2 separate regions of the Sus scrofa genome follow, and region 2 is linked to region 1. Evidence: chromatin contacts called from public promoter capture Hi-C data. All regions are on one chromosome and are shown on one strand. The core of a region is the stretch at or near the end of the contact, and the rest is flanking DNA. Distances in the headings are between cores, read along the strand shown.

Region 1 (6,239 bases), core at 1,382-3,881:
TCCCTGATATTATGGACAATTAATATTCATCAAACACAAATTGATATTCAACAGATTAAAACAACAGACTCTAAAGCCTTTCACAGTAAAATTAAGGATGGAGTTTTCAAAAATATAAACACTTGAGGTAGTTAATATATTTGCTGTGAATGTACTTCAGAATGCTGCTGATACAGGCTTAAAGAGCTCTTAGAGGACCCCCCCCCCATTTTTGGCCTGCATGCTACAGTTCGTTTACTGTCCCCTGTTCTAGAGCATCTATATATCCTACATAATATACCTCTATTACAGCAGTTACTGCAATGCATTGTAATAGGATTTGCATGTTTGCTAATTCATTGCGAATTTTTTTGCTTTTTTTTTTTTCCCAGGGCCACACCTGCAGCATATGAAGTTTCCCAGGCTAGGGGTTGAATTGAAGCTGGAGCTGCAGCTCCCAGCCTACACCACAGCCCCAGCAACACGGGATCCAAGCCATGTCTGCAACCTACCCTCTAGCTGAAGGTAATGCCAGATACTTAACCTACTGAGTGAGGCCAGGGATGGTACCCATATTCTCATGAATACTAGTTGGATTCCGTTACAGCTGAGCCACAACAGGAACTCCCATTGTGAAATTCCAAGACAGAATGAGTTTATTCATATTTGTTTTCGAAGTACATAGCAAAGTGGTTGCCATTAATTGGCCCTAAATATTTTTTGTTTAGTGGATTAAGTAACATTTTAAAATAAACTGGTTAGACTGATGAAAAATTAAAAAAACAGGACTGTTTGCTCGGTTGTGGAAACACTTGAGCACCAGTCCACTGTGAGTTTCATCTTTCAAAAGATTGTGCAGAGTTTTTAAAAACAACTTTATTGAGATATACAGGGAGTTCCTCTTGTGGCACAGTGGGTCAAGAATCTGACTGCAGAGGGTCCTTGTGGAAGCAGAGGTTTGATCCCCAGCACAGGGCAGAAGCAGTGGATTAGGGGATCTGCATAGATTGCAGCTGTGGGTTGGATTCAATCCTTCGCCCAGGAACTTCCATATGCTGTTGGCACTTAGTGCTAGGCATAATTTCAATGAATCTGAAATTTTTTCCCCTATAAATTTCTTTGACTTTAAAGTATTTACAGAAACACTAATCCTTTCGGATTTAAATTAGTTGCCCTGCCTGTACTCTGAAGTGAACTATACTCTGTTAGACAAAGTAATGCAAAAAGCAACTTGTGGTTTTAATCAGTGGAACAAAAACAATTTGGCAACTTCTTTAAGTTTGAATAGAACAGATGAGCTGCATCATCAATTGCCTTTAATGTACATTTTGTCCTGCTTTTTATCCAAGAATCTAGTCAAGACAGACTGCTGTTTTTCGAATAATGTCAAGAGGCTCTGGCATTTCCCGAACAAGAAGAAACAGATTCAATAATAGTTATGAGATTGAATATAGGATTCATATTTAACCTTTCTACATTCTTAATTAGCTTTAATCATGATGTCACTTGAGTGAAGAAAAAGATTTAAAGTCAAATGAAGGTTGTAATGCATCACAATCTTTCAGTCCATGGCAGACTCCTGGGAGTCACTGTGATTATTGAGTAAAAAAAAGCATAGGACAAGGGACGTTTAAGATACGCACGTTTTTGGTTCTGCCACTAAATAGTTTTGTAGATCCAGGAAAGCTGTTAAACTTCTTGGAGTTTTTTTCTTCTGTAAGTTGGTGGGTAAGGATGGGAGAGGGGTTTAATCGTAAGGTTGCCTCTTTACCAAACAGCTTGATACATCAACACCGAATACAAATTATCCCACACAGCCTCAATGCTCCGCCCCCCTCCCTTTTTTTTTGGAAAGCCTTCTACGGACTCCCACATTCTCTTGCTTAGAATCATATACTGCACCTCCCAGGGCTGCTCACTGAACCCTTCAGTGGTGATGTTTCAAAAAGGGAATGAAATCTTGTTCGCTACAGTTGTGGAAACCCTAAGGATACGCCGGGCTCCAGGCTAATATTCCTTTCCGGAGGTTTCTGTCTCCTTGCTTACAGTTTTAGGCTTTTCCCAGCACTCATCGGTGATTAGCTTTATGTTAGGTTGTTCTGGGGAAGACGCCAATTTGCCAGATCCTGGCAGCGCTGGTTCATGCCAGGAGGTGGCACGGCAGGGCCTCACGACTTGGGGCCCTTCTTCATGACCCAATGCCTCAGCTCAGCTTGTGGAAATTCGTATGGTGAGAAAGCATTTTCGATTTTCTTCAGAAAAGGCCAACCCTGGCGTCACAACCATCACTATATAACCAAGATAACTGTTGAGCTAGGAAGACCCCACTGTGAGCCAACTAGTCCCAGAAGCCCACTTCTCCTCTCTGGGCCGGCAGGCAGTTGACGTTGAGGCTGGAACTACGAGGTCCAGAATCCCCTCGCGCACGCGCGCTTCCATTGTGATGCTCCTTTCCCGGTAACTCGCCCTCTCAGGCAAACCTGAAGATAGCGGCAATTCTCCGGTGGGGGCGGAGATGTTCTTTGCCTGACTCTCCGCCCCTTTCGTGATAGGCAATGGGACCAGCCAACCGATGTGGCGGACTCGGGACGCGTTCTCCAATCAGCACCTGTGGCGGAGAGGTGGGCGTGCGCACTGGCAGGGCAGGTGGGCTAGGCTGTGCTAGGTTGCGACGGGGGAGAATAACGTCGGGTCGGGTCAGCGGGCGCTGCAGTAGTCGCCGCAGCGGCGATGGGAGCGGTAGGGACCAGGCGGCGGCGGTGGCGGCAAGAGGAGAAGCAGGGGCTGAAACTAGAGCAGCGGCTGAGGGCCGCCAGCAGCAGCAGTAACTGCAGCAGCCGCCGCCGCCGCCAGTAAACGCGGACGGTACCCGAGGGGACTACTCGGCCGGCCGGCCCTCGAAGCCGCGCTGGGTCCCGCCGCAGTCGTCGGCGGGGGATGGGCAGGCGGCGGCAGTCCCGCCTGCTGTGGGTTGACTCCTGCGGGTCCCGGCCCTGAGCTGGACCGGAACCCTCCGCCCGAATCGCTGCGTTTGCCACGGCCCAGGTAGGACACACCCCCCCGGACCCCCTGGGCGCAGCTGGGGGAGCTCCGCACCCTGCCCTCCCCTACTCCTAACCCCCTCCTGCGGCCGCACCCCTAGCCCAATGACCGACCCAGGTGTGGAGGGAAGGGGTACCAGAGACTCCCGGGTCGCAGACTCCCTGGGTTTGTGCCAGACCTAGTCACTCCAACTCGGAGATCGCCTGCTTCTCCTCGGTTTCCCCAAAGGGTTGTGCCTCGTATCCCCAGAAGCTTTTGGTGTCTTCACTGAACTTCGAGGGTCACAAAGCTTCGTTCTATTTCTTTTTCTGTGGGTGACCCACATACCACTTGTATTCATGTTGAGTCTGGTACCAGGACTAAATCCAGGATTCTCAGCATATCCTGAGCGGTTCTTTCCCATCCGGCTCCCCCAAATGCGATAGAAGAGGGCATGGGACTGTAGAATCTGTTGTGTAGTAACGGCAATGGAGGCCCTGACTTTCTGGTACTTAGGGTGCAAGGTAGAAGGATTTGCTCGTCGTTGGCTTTGACTAAGATGATGTTGACACTCCGGGATGCTGTGGGAGGGACGAGAGTCCACACGTATTTACCTGCACATCCGAAGTAAATAATCCATTGGGAATCCAGGATACTTTATCCACAGTGAACTTAATTTTATTTGAGTCGTGGCTGCGTTAGAAGGTAAAAATGACATTGAGTTGTACTTTGCTTTGAATTAAAGTTGGTAGGTGGCAGCAATCCGGCATTAACTCTTCTCATCCCTTGCTTTAGAAATTGTTCTTTGAACATCAAAAAGGGCAATGTTGTTATAATTTGTGTTCATGTAAAGATGTTTTGGTATTAAATAGAAAGCAAGTTTTTTAATGCATGTATGAGGTTTGCATTATTATGAATGGGCACATGTACACACGGAGTATCCACTCAGTGTGTTTTTGTTACAGTGTTTGGTTCTGAGCCATTAATAACAGTTGCATTGGTTTCTAACACTGATTTGTCATGATGGGCCACAAAGATGTGTTTACTATATTCTTTTGGCTAAATATAATAGAGTAACGTTCATTTGGGTAGAAAGGGTGATGGGAGATTGATTTTAAATCTGAACACTGTATAGTTCTTTTTTAAATAAAGCAGTATTGAGAACAAATATTACTTATATGACTAATCTTGAAGAATTCATCTTAACTAAAATTTTTTCAAATAACAGGTGTGTGGACTTGGATTACATATTGTGATCTTTTGAAATTGAAAACATATTGAAAGGAATCTGTATAGAAGCTTATGTTTTCCTATGTGGTACATTTTTATCAAGGCACAAGCATGATTATGAAGGAAAGTTTAGCTAGAATGTTAGGAAATACTTTTTATTCTTTCAGTTTTAGACACATGAAAGAAATGGAAATCCTCAGCTTCATTAATTTAATTTGTAATATCAAATTGAAATAAATTTGATTTCAGTAGAAGGCTAAGAATGCTATATATCTTGCTCATTATCTTGTACTATGGTTAATACATAATTTAGTGAATTCTCTGTTGTACTATGTATGACTCAAGAATTTTGTGACTTCTTTTGACTTTTAAATATTTATTATTTTGATGCCTCAGGAAATCTTCATGAGATTAGTCTCATTTGCTTTAGCAAATTGAACTCCATTATGCAGTGCTTCAGCTATCTCTAAATGTAGTGTTAGAAGTGAAGTTTGTGTAATTTAGACAGCTTTTGAGGATATTTTACATTTAAAAAATGTACAAAAAATGTGATAGTGCTAGATTGTTGGTTTTTCATTTTGAACAAAGATTACAGAGCTGACTTTGCTATGATCATGGAATTTAACTTTGGGGGGCATTTTTTTTTTTTTTGAGTTTACAACTTTAAAAAAGTAATGTATTAAAAATGACAACTTAATTGCAATTTGTGAGAGTCTTTGAGCTGTAATCACCCAACTAAGGCACTTTCAGATTCCTAATCCTCAAAACCTGCATGGGACAATAAATGTTTGTTGCCTGAAAAGAAAAGAAAAGAAAGAAAAAAGTATAAAACAAGGAAAAATGTTTATTGAGCATTACTGAACTAGTGAAGGCCGAATTGATTAGCAAAATAGCCTATGAGAATTAATGGACAGCTTAGCTTGCTTCCTTCCCTACTTAAAAAAAAAACCTACTGTAAAAGAATTATCTTAATGATATGTGGCATTCTTTACAGTTTGAGTGTGTGTCACTCAGAATTACTCAATATGTATTCCTTTCTTTGAGGGTTTTTTTTTTTTGTTTTTTTGTTTTTTTTTTGTCTTTTTGCCATTTCTTGGGCCGCCCCCGCGGCATATGGAGGTTCCCAGGCTAGGGGTCCAATTGGAGCTGTAGCTGCCAGCCTATGCCAGAGCCACAGCAACGCGGGATCCGAGCCACGTCTGCAACCTACACCACAGCTCACGGCAATGCCGGATCGTTAGCCCACTGAGCAAGGGCAGGGACTGAACCCGCAACCTCATGGTTCCTAGTCGGATTCGTTAACTACTGCTCTACGACGGGAACTCCTCTTTGAGGTTTTTGAGAAACCCTCAAAATATAGCTGGAGCTATGTCAGTTTACTTGATTAGTAATATTGCAGGACATTGTCAATATTTACAGGTTTTGAAATATGAAATTAAACATATTTTACTGTCTTGTCATTTTTTTTTATCGTTGTTATCCAGAATATTGTTAACAATAGTGATGATAGTGGTAGATCCCCCCCATAAGTACTCAATGCTATCAAGTTAAATATTTTTACATATTTGATAAATGAGCCTTTAAGCCACTATGAAAAAAGTTGAGTTTTAGAGCTGAATTTTGAACACAAGTACAACGCATTACCACTCAAAAGTTTTTGTCCTTATATCTAGTGATCTCTGGTTGTGAGTTTAAAATATAGATTGAAGGTATATTATTTACATAACAACATCAGTTTTTCCAGAAAATTTCATATTTTAAACAGGTGGTTTTTAAGAAGACTTCTTGATTAGTACATACATACATTATGTTTAAGTTTAACATAATGATTCTTTTCTCTATGGTTATTATTTTATATGTTCCTAATACTTTTTTTTGTAAACTCGTGGCATATGGAGGTTCCCCGGCTGGGGGTCCAATCGGACCTATCACTGCTGGCCTATACCACAGCCACGCAACGCAGGATCTGAGCCATGTCTGCGACCTACACCACAGCTCATGGCAACACC
Region 2 (6,641 bases), core at 3,559-6,058, 610 kb after region 1:
TAGGGATTGAATTGAAGCTGCAGCTGCCAGCTTATGCCACAGCCATGCAGGATCCATGTATGCCTGTGACCTACACCACAGCTCATGGCAAGGCCGGATACTTAATCCACTGAGCGAGGCCAGGGATCGAACCTGCATCCTCATGGATAATAGTTGAGTTCGTTACTGCTAAGCCACAGTAGAAACTTCTCATATGACTTTTAAAGTAGTATTAGTGTAGCTATGAAAAAGATGACATTACTTCTCTCACAGAGTTTACTTCTGAAGCATACATAGTTTAATTAGGCTTTGTGGAAATTTACTTCATTCAACCCAAATAAACACAGACATAAATAATTCTCTGTACAAAATAGTTTTATCTTACCTTTGCTACTTCATTGATGATTTGGAACCTGGTGCTATCTTTGCCTGTTGTGACTGAGTCTAGTAATGCCCGATAGGTAGACTTCTTGGAGAGCTGCTGTTTCTGACGTCTACAGATACGGAGTATACAGATGTCTGAGAACCACTGGTGATTGTCAGCCTCCAAAGGACTATATATTCTTATGGAAGTCATTAAAAGTGACTTTGATAGTGAGTTCGGCAGACAGTATTAGTACTTCAATAAAGCACTAACAGGAGTACTTTAGAGTGCTAACAAAATTAATAAGAGTCTTAATAAAAAAAGAAGAATACTAATGAAACTGTTCAACATAATACTGCTCAAGGATGGTACTTTGTCCCCTTTATTGAGAAGGTGGGGCAGTTTTCATAGCTGACATTTATTAGCTTGTTGACTTCCGTCCCTCTTCCCACGAAATGTACACTGTAATAGAAGTTCTCTAAATTCTAGTGGCTATCCAACATAATTTAGTGGTTTGACAAGGTGACCAGAAGTTCACTATAAAATTCCCTCTAAGGTACATGTTCATAATTAAAATGATACGATTTTCTTCATTTATATAGTGTGAATAAAGTAGAAAATTGTATAACTTTTGGGGATTTCGGTTTCAGGATCACATAAAGGCAGACAGTCAAAAAAAAAAAAAGATTTTAAAGAAATATTTTTTGAGGCTCTGGGGAAACAGGCAATCCTATAGTGGTGATGGGTGTGCAAAATGACACAATCTCTATGGAAGGATATCGGGTAATAGTTAAAATTTCAAATACATTTACTCTTTGACCTAGTAGTCCCACTCCTGGAAATTCACCCTAAAAATATACCTGCATGTGTACAAAATGACATATGCCTAGCTTTTCACTGTGGCAGTGACATTATAGCAAAGACTGAAAACAATCGAAGGGTCTAGTAAATCAACTATAATGGAAAAAAAGAAACATCTTAAAAAGATACAAGCATATAGCAACTGACGAGAGACTGAATAAATTTTAGAATTTATAAATAAATTCTAAAATCCACCCAATGGAATACTATAGAGCTCTAAAAGGAGGACAATCCATATACTCATGTAGAGGGCTTCAGAATAATTATGAAGCAGAAAAAAAAGACCTATACAAGAGTGTCTACTGAAAGTTACTTGGCATAAGAATGGCAGTGATATAAGAATATATGCATTGGCGTTCCCATTGTGGCTCAGCAGAAATGAATCTGACTAGCATCCTTGAGGACGCAGGTTTGATCCCTAGCCTTGCTTAGTAGGTGTGGTGTAGATTGCAGACGTGGCTCAGATCCTGAGTTGCAGTGGCTGTGCCATAGGCCAGAAGATACAGCTCCAATTCCATCTCTAGTCTGCGAACCTCCATATGCCACAGGTGTGGCCTTAAAAAGACAAAAAAAAAAAAAAAAAAAAAGAATATATGCATCCACAAAGAGAAATATTGGAAGGATAAATAAGAAATGAATAAATCTGGTTACTTACAGGGAAAGATTTGGAATGGGGTGGAAGGGGGCAGGAATGACAGTAACACTTTTCAATGTGTATCTTTTTATATTATTTGATTTTTGAACCGTGTAAAAGTATTACCTATTCAAAGATTCAAAATTTTAACACTACTTTAAAAAAGCTTTGACTTTGAAAATAAAATACCTGTTTATTAATATAGTAATTTTAATGATAATGTATAATTATATAATTAATTATAATTAATAAGAACATAATAAAATACAACAGCACATTAAAGTAGTATAGGTGAATGTCTTCTATCCGATAAACTCCTTAATACTGAGTTTCCTAGTTGACTCTTTCTTCAGAAAGCCTATTCTCAAAAATTTAATAAACATCAGTTTTGAAATATTTTCAGAACTCTTTTACTTAGGTCATACATTTCCTCTCCTTACCTGTAGAAAGCAATCTTGCTGCAGTCTTTGAAAATGTTTTTATCCACAGCTTCATCTTCAACACTAAAAAAAAACCCCATATTTTATGAAACCTATTTTACATGGGGTTTGTGAATCCAATTTTTGTACTGTCTTTATTTTTTTATTGTTTTATTCATTTATTTTTGTCTTTTTAGGGCCACACCCACAGCTTATGGAGGTTCCCAGACTAGGGGTCGAATCAGAGCTGAGCTGTAGCCGCTGGCCTATGTCAGAGCCACATCTGCAACCTGCACCACCGCTCACAGCAAAGCCAGATCCTTAACCCACTGAGGCCAGGGATCGAACCCGTGTCCTCATGTATACTGTCAGATTTGTTTCTGCTGAGCCACGAGAGGAACTCCTGCACCTTCTTTAATTCTAGTTAAACATGGCACATAAACCACTGTGTTGTAAAAATGCGTTAGGGCCATAATAACACAAGGACTGTGTTCAAGCTTTCTTTGGGAGCCTGACATCACAAATCAACCTGACAGATGCTATAATGAGGTATGTGCAAGGTGCTAGAATAAGGATAGAAACCAATGGAGAAGGAAAATCCTTTGCTTTTAAGATGATGCTGACAATCTAGGGGCCAATGTTTTTTAAAATCAAGTTTCCAGAAAAGCTGTTTCTGAAGAGAACATGATCAAGATGTATGTATATTGCTACTTGAGTATATGTATTTAATATATACTGATTAAAACAACAGGCAGAGTTCCTGTTGTGGCGCAGTGGTTAACGAATCCGACTGGGAACCATGAGGTTGCGGGTTCAATCCCTGGTCTTGCTCAGTGGGTTAAGGATCCACTCCGATCCCACGCTGCTGTGGCTCTGGCGTAGGCCAACGGCTACAGCTCGGATTAGACCCCTAGCCTGGGAACCTCCATGCCGCAGGAGCAGCCCAAGAAATGGCAAAAAGACAAAAAAATAAAACAACTACAGGCTATAATGAAAAAAAAAAAACCCACATTGACTTTCATGCATGAGACACAGTGAATACATCTGTAGTCAGTATGACCATGATTACGTAGGAAGCTATAACTGAATACTATTTCAAAATATTATGAAAACAAGCTCAGACAAACACACTTGGACATGGTTTATCATGGCAGTAATCAAATCCTTCACTGAGTCTTTGTCACTGTTTCTTTGGATCAAGTGTGCAAAGATTAGAGAAATTAGCATTCTTTCCAGCTTTGAAGAATATACTCTGGAATGCTTCAGGAAGAGGTGTATACAGCGGAATTTGGAAAGCAACATGCTTGAAATTCATGTGTTAAGAGTTCTGATAACAATTCTTCCAGTTTTGTTAACTATCTTGAAAATACTTCATGCGGGGCTATTAATATCACCTAATTCTCTGGAGAATTGAAAAGATATAAATTTAATGTACAAATACCAAACGTGCAAACAAGCGCAATCAAAGTCAATAAAATCTTCAAAGCCAGAATGTTGTTTCCAGGTTCTGCCTGCCTCCGTGGGCCCTGGAGTCAGTTCCTGCTGGACTACTGGGATTTTACCTGATTTCCTCTTTGCCAGCTGCTTCCATGGCTTCCCAGTCACTTCACCAGGCTCCCAGCTCTCAGGCAAAGGCCCCAGGCGGTCTCTTAGATTGTCTTTCTAAATAACCACCAGCGCTTTACCACCGTCAAGTTTCTGGGGCTCCAGGTTCTCAAGGAGTGACAAATTGACACCTGCTCCTGGGATTTCCACGCCCAAACTAGTCTTTCTACTAGTTTTTTGGGGGCAAAGTTTTCTTGGTTTTGAGTGGCTGGTCAGGAACTACCTTCATTAGGAACCGAAAAGGTTTCTGCAACAGAGGGGGCGTGAACTCAGACCCAGAGGATGAAAACCCTGAGACTGAGAACCAGGAAGTACCAAGACGGTCTGCGTGACTTGGGCGAAGCTTCTGCAGATCTTTCTCAGTGACGGTCACGCCAAAGATACTGAAAACTGACCCACTCTCTCCCGGTTTTAGCTGTGAGTAGGAAGTGCCGGCCGGGTGGCTGCTCTAAGTTGATGTGCGCCGGCCAACATCTACATCACAGACTTAAGGGCCAGAAGGGGTTTTTTAAAAGGAGTTATCTGTTACACCGTCCAGTTTAGGAATCGCTTATACTCCACCCCGGCTAAATTCCAGTTTTTGCTTAAATACCTCCGGAAACCTAGAACTCAATACTAGACTTTAAGTAGGCAGCCAGACTTACGGCTTTCCTAGACTCCTGGCCCCGGCATTTGACTCGGACTCAGAAGGAATGAGGGACAGGGGCCAACAGGAGGAGGAGAGAGCCAAACGCCCCACGGGGTTCTTGTCTGGTCCCCAAACCCTTAAGGTAGAGGAGTCGAGAGACTCGGCGATGGCTTTTGGCGATGAACCTAGCGCTCCAAGGTGACTAGGTTACAACAAGATGACGCCTGCGCAGTAGGTACAAAGCCTCACACCAGGCCGTGACGTATGCCTGAAGGAGGGGCTGCTGAGTCGCAAAACAAACACGCCCCCTGCGGTTTTGAGGACCCGGATGATCCCGCCCCCAGAGGGGAGCCGGAAGAGGGCGGGACGAACCGGAAGAAGGTGAAATACTTTGGGTAGGCACTCCATGGCTGTGAAGATGGCGTCGGCTGCGTGGCTTCAGGTGTTGCCTGTCATTCTTCTTCTTCTTCTGGGGGCTCCCACGTCCCCACTGTCACATTTCGGTGTAGGACCGGCATCCGTGGCAGCTGCCGACCGATCCAAGTGGCGCATACCGATATCGTTGGTGAGTGTTCACTTAAGGAGAAACTGAGCCTGGAAGAGTAAGGGGGTGGGGCTACGGCGGCCCATGGGGTCCAGGAAGGTTCCGCCAAAGTACGCTTCCAAAGGGGTGGGACTGCCGGGAGCGTTTGTGTCCTTGGTTAACGTGGACTCACCTACCTGGAGTGGAAAGCCGCACACTTCTGTGGGTAGATTAGCAGTAATGCCAGGGTCGTTTCCGAAACGGAGAGTGGTGATGGAGCGGTTCTTTATCAGCAGAGTCAGAGAACTTTCTTTGACTGGAGGCATGTAAACTTGATGTATATGTGGAAAGTGGTTTTTCTTTTCAGCTGAACTTTCGCAGAATCTTATGACTCCGGGTTGAATGAGAGGGATATGTAAATAGACATCTTTTTTTTTCTTCCTCTTCATTTTTTGGCTACTAGATGATTCTACTTGTGAAGCTGTTTGATTTCGTTTGGACTTTGAAATAGTTATTCTAAGCTTTGCCATGTGATTAGGAAGCCTAAGCATTTGAAATGTAGTCTAATTTGAGAGTGGACAAAACGGAAGAAACAGTATTCTAAAATTTATTGTGAGAAGTTAGTTTTTCTTCTGGACAAATTAACTAGATAGGTTGACCCTCGGCCCTTTTAAAACCTCCTTTGAGTAAGAGCTATAGTCCTGTGAGCTGATAAATCACAAGCTGGCAGGAAATGCCAGAAGTCATTAGTCTTATTAAAATCACAGTAGTCTTTTTTGTTCTGCTCTGCTCACTGGTTGTAATGCCCAAATCTTATTTGAGCTTTTGATATGGCAGGAATTATAGCTTTTGTTCAGTTGGTGAAGATCTTCAGGTTCTCGGTTTTAGGTACTGTTACTTGTATAATGGTTGATAGTTGAATTTGGCCATCTGCTCATAGAATAGTTTGTTTGAAGAAATGATTGGTTATTCTAGACAATGATCAGTGAGTAAAAGGAGTGAACCGATTAAAGAGTACCTTCCATGAAGATTTAAGTTATCTGAGGATTTGTAGGAGCCTTCCTTCCAGAGTCCTTGCTTCATGGCCTGTGGAAAAAAAATCATGTCTCCGCACCAAGCTTCAAAATCCTGCAGATTGGATATGGTTGAATTTTACTAAAAGGAAGGATATTTATGCATTTTTTGTATGTGTGTTAAGAAAACTAACTTGAACATTTTATAAATTTAGGTTTTTATACCAGTTGCATGCTGCTTTGGGGATTAAAGTGATTTGATGCTAATTATCCTTTCTCTTCTTTATCTTTGCAGGGGAAAAATTATTTTAGTTTTGGAAAGATCCTCTTCAAAAATACTACTATCTTCCTGAAATGTGAGTTTTTTGCATTTCATGAAGTTTTATTGAGTTTTTGAGTGGTCTTCAAACTTTTAAATTACCTGTTTTCTACCTCTGATGAGCAACATAAGTTCTGAAGTTTAATAGTCCAGCACTGTCTAAGAATAAACATATGTGGTATAACTAAGATCCTTTCACTGAATAATCTTCAGAATACTTAGTTGTGTGAACTTTATTTTCTTCTCTTGTTTTTCTGGTGTTTACAGTATATAGTTAGACAGATTGTGTTGGTTGA

What was found. Promoter capture Hi-C pulls out the DNA fragments that hold promoters and counts their contacts.
Region 2: a contact with region 1 is called in a promoter capture Hi-C map of liver, with 2.3 times the contacts expected there. The contact joins the promoter of TMEM87A here to the promoter of TTBK2 in region 1. A contact is called at or near these places in 1 of 5 promoter capture datasets (liver) and 2 of 47 Hi-C or Micro-C datasets (embryonic fibroblasts and heart right ventricle).

The regions. Positions count from the first base shown.
Region 1 is chr1:128,487,055-128,493,293 of Sscrofa11.1, forward strand. TTBK2 (tau-tubulin kinase 2) reads left to right here and starts at 2,632. Exons shown (of 15, transcript XM_003353383.5): 1 at 2,632-3,024.
Region 2 is chr1:129,093,580-129,100,220 of Sscrofa11.1, forward strand. TMEM87A (transmembrane protein 87A) reads left to right here and starts at 4,809. Exons shown (of 20, transcript XM_005659710.3): 1 at 4,809-5,055; 2 at 6,322-6,382. The coding sequence starts at 4,897. GANC (neutral alpha-glucosidase C) reads right to left here and starts at 4,734. Exons shown (of 25, transcript XR_002345333.1): 1 at 3,820-4,734; 2 at 2,279-2,341; 3 at 365-542.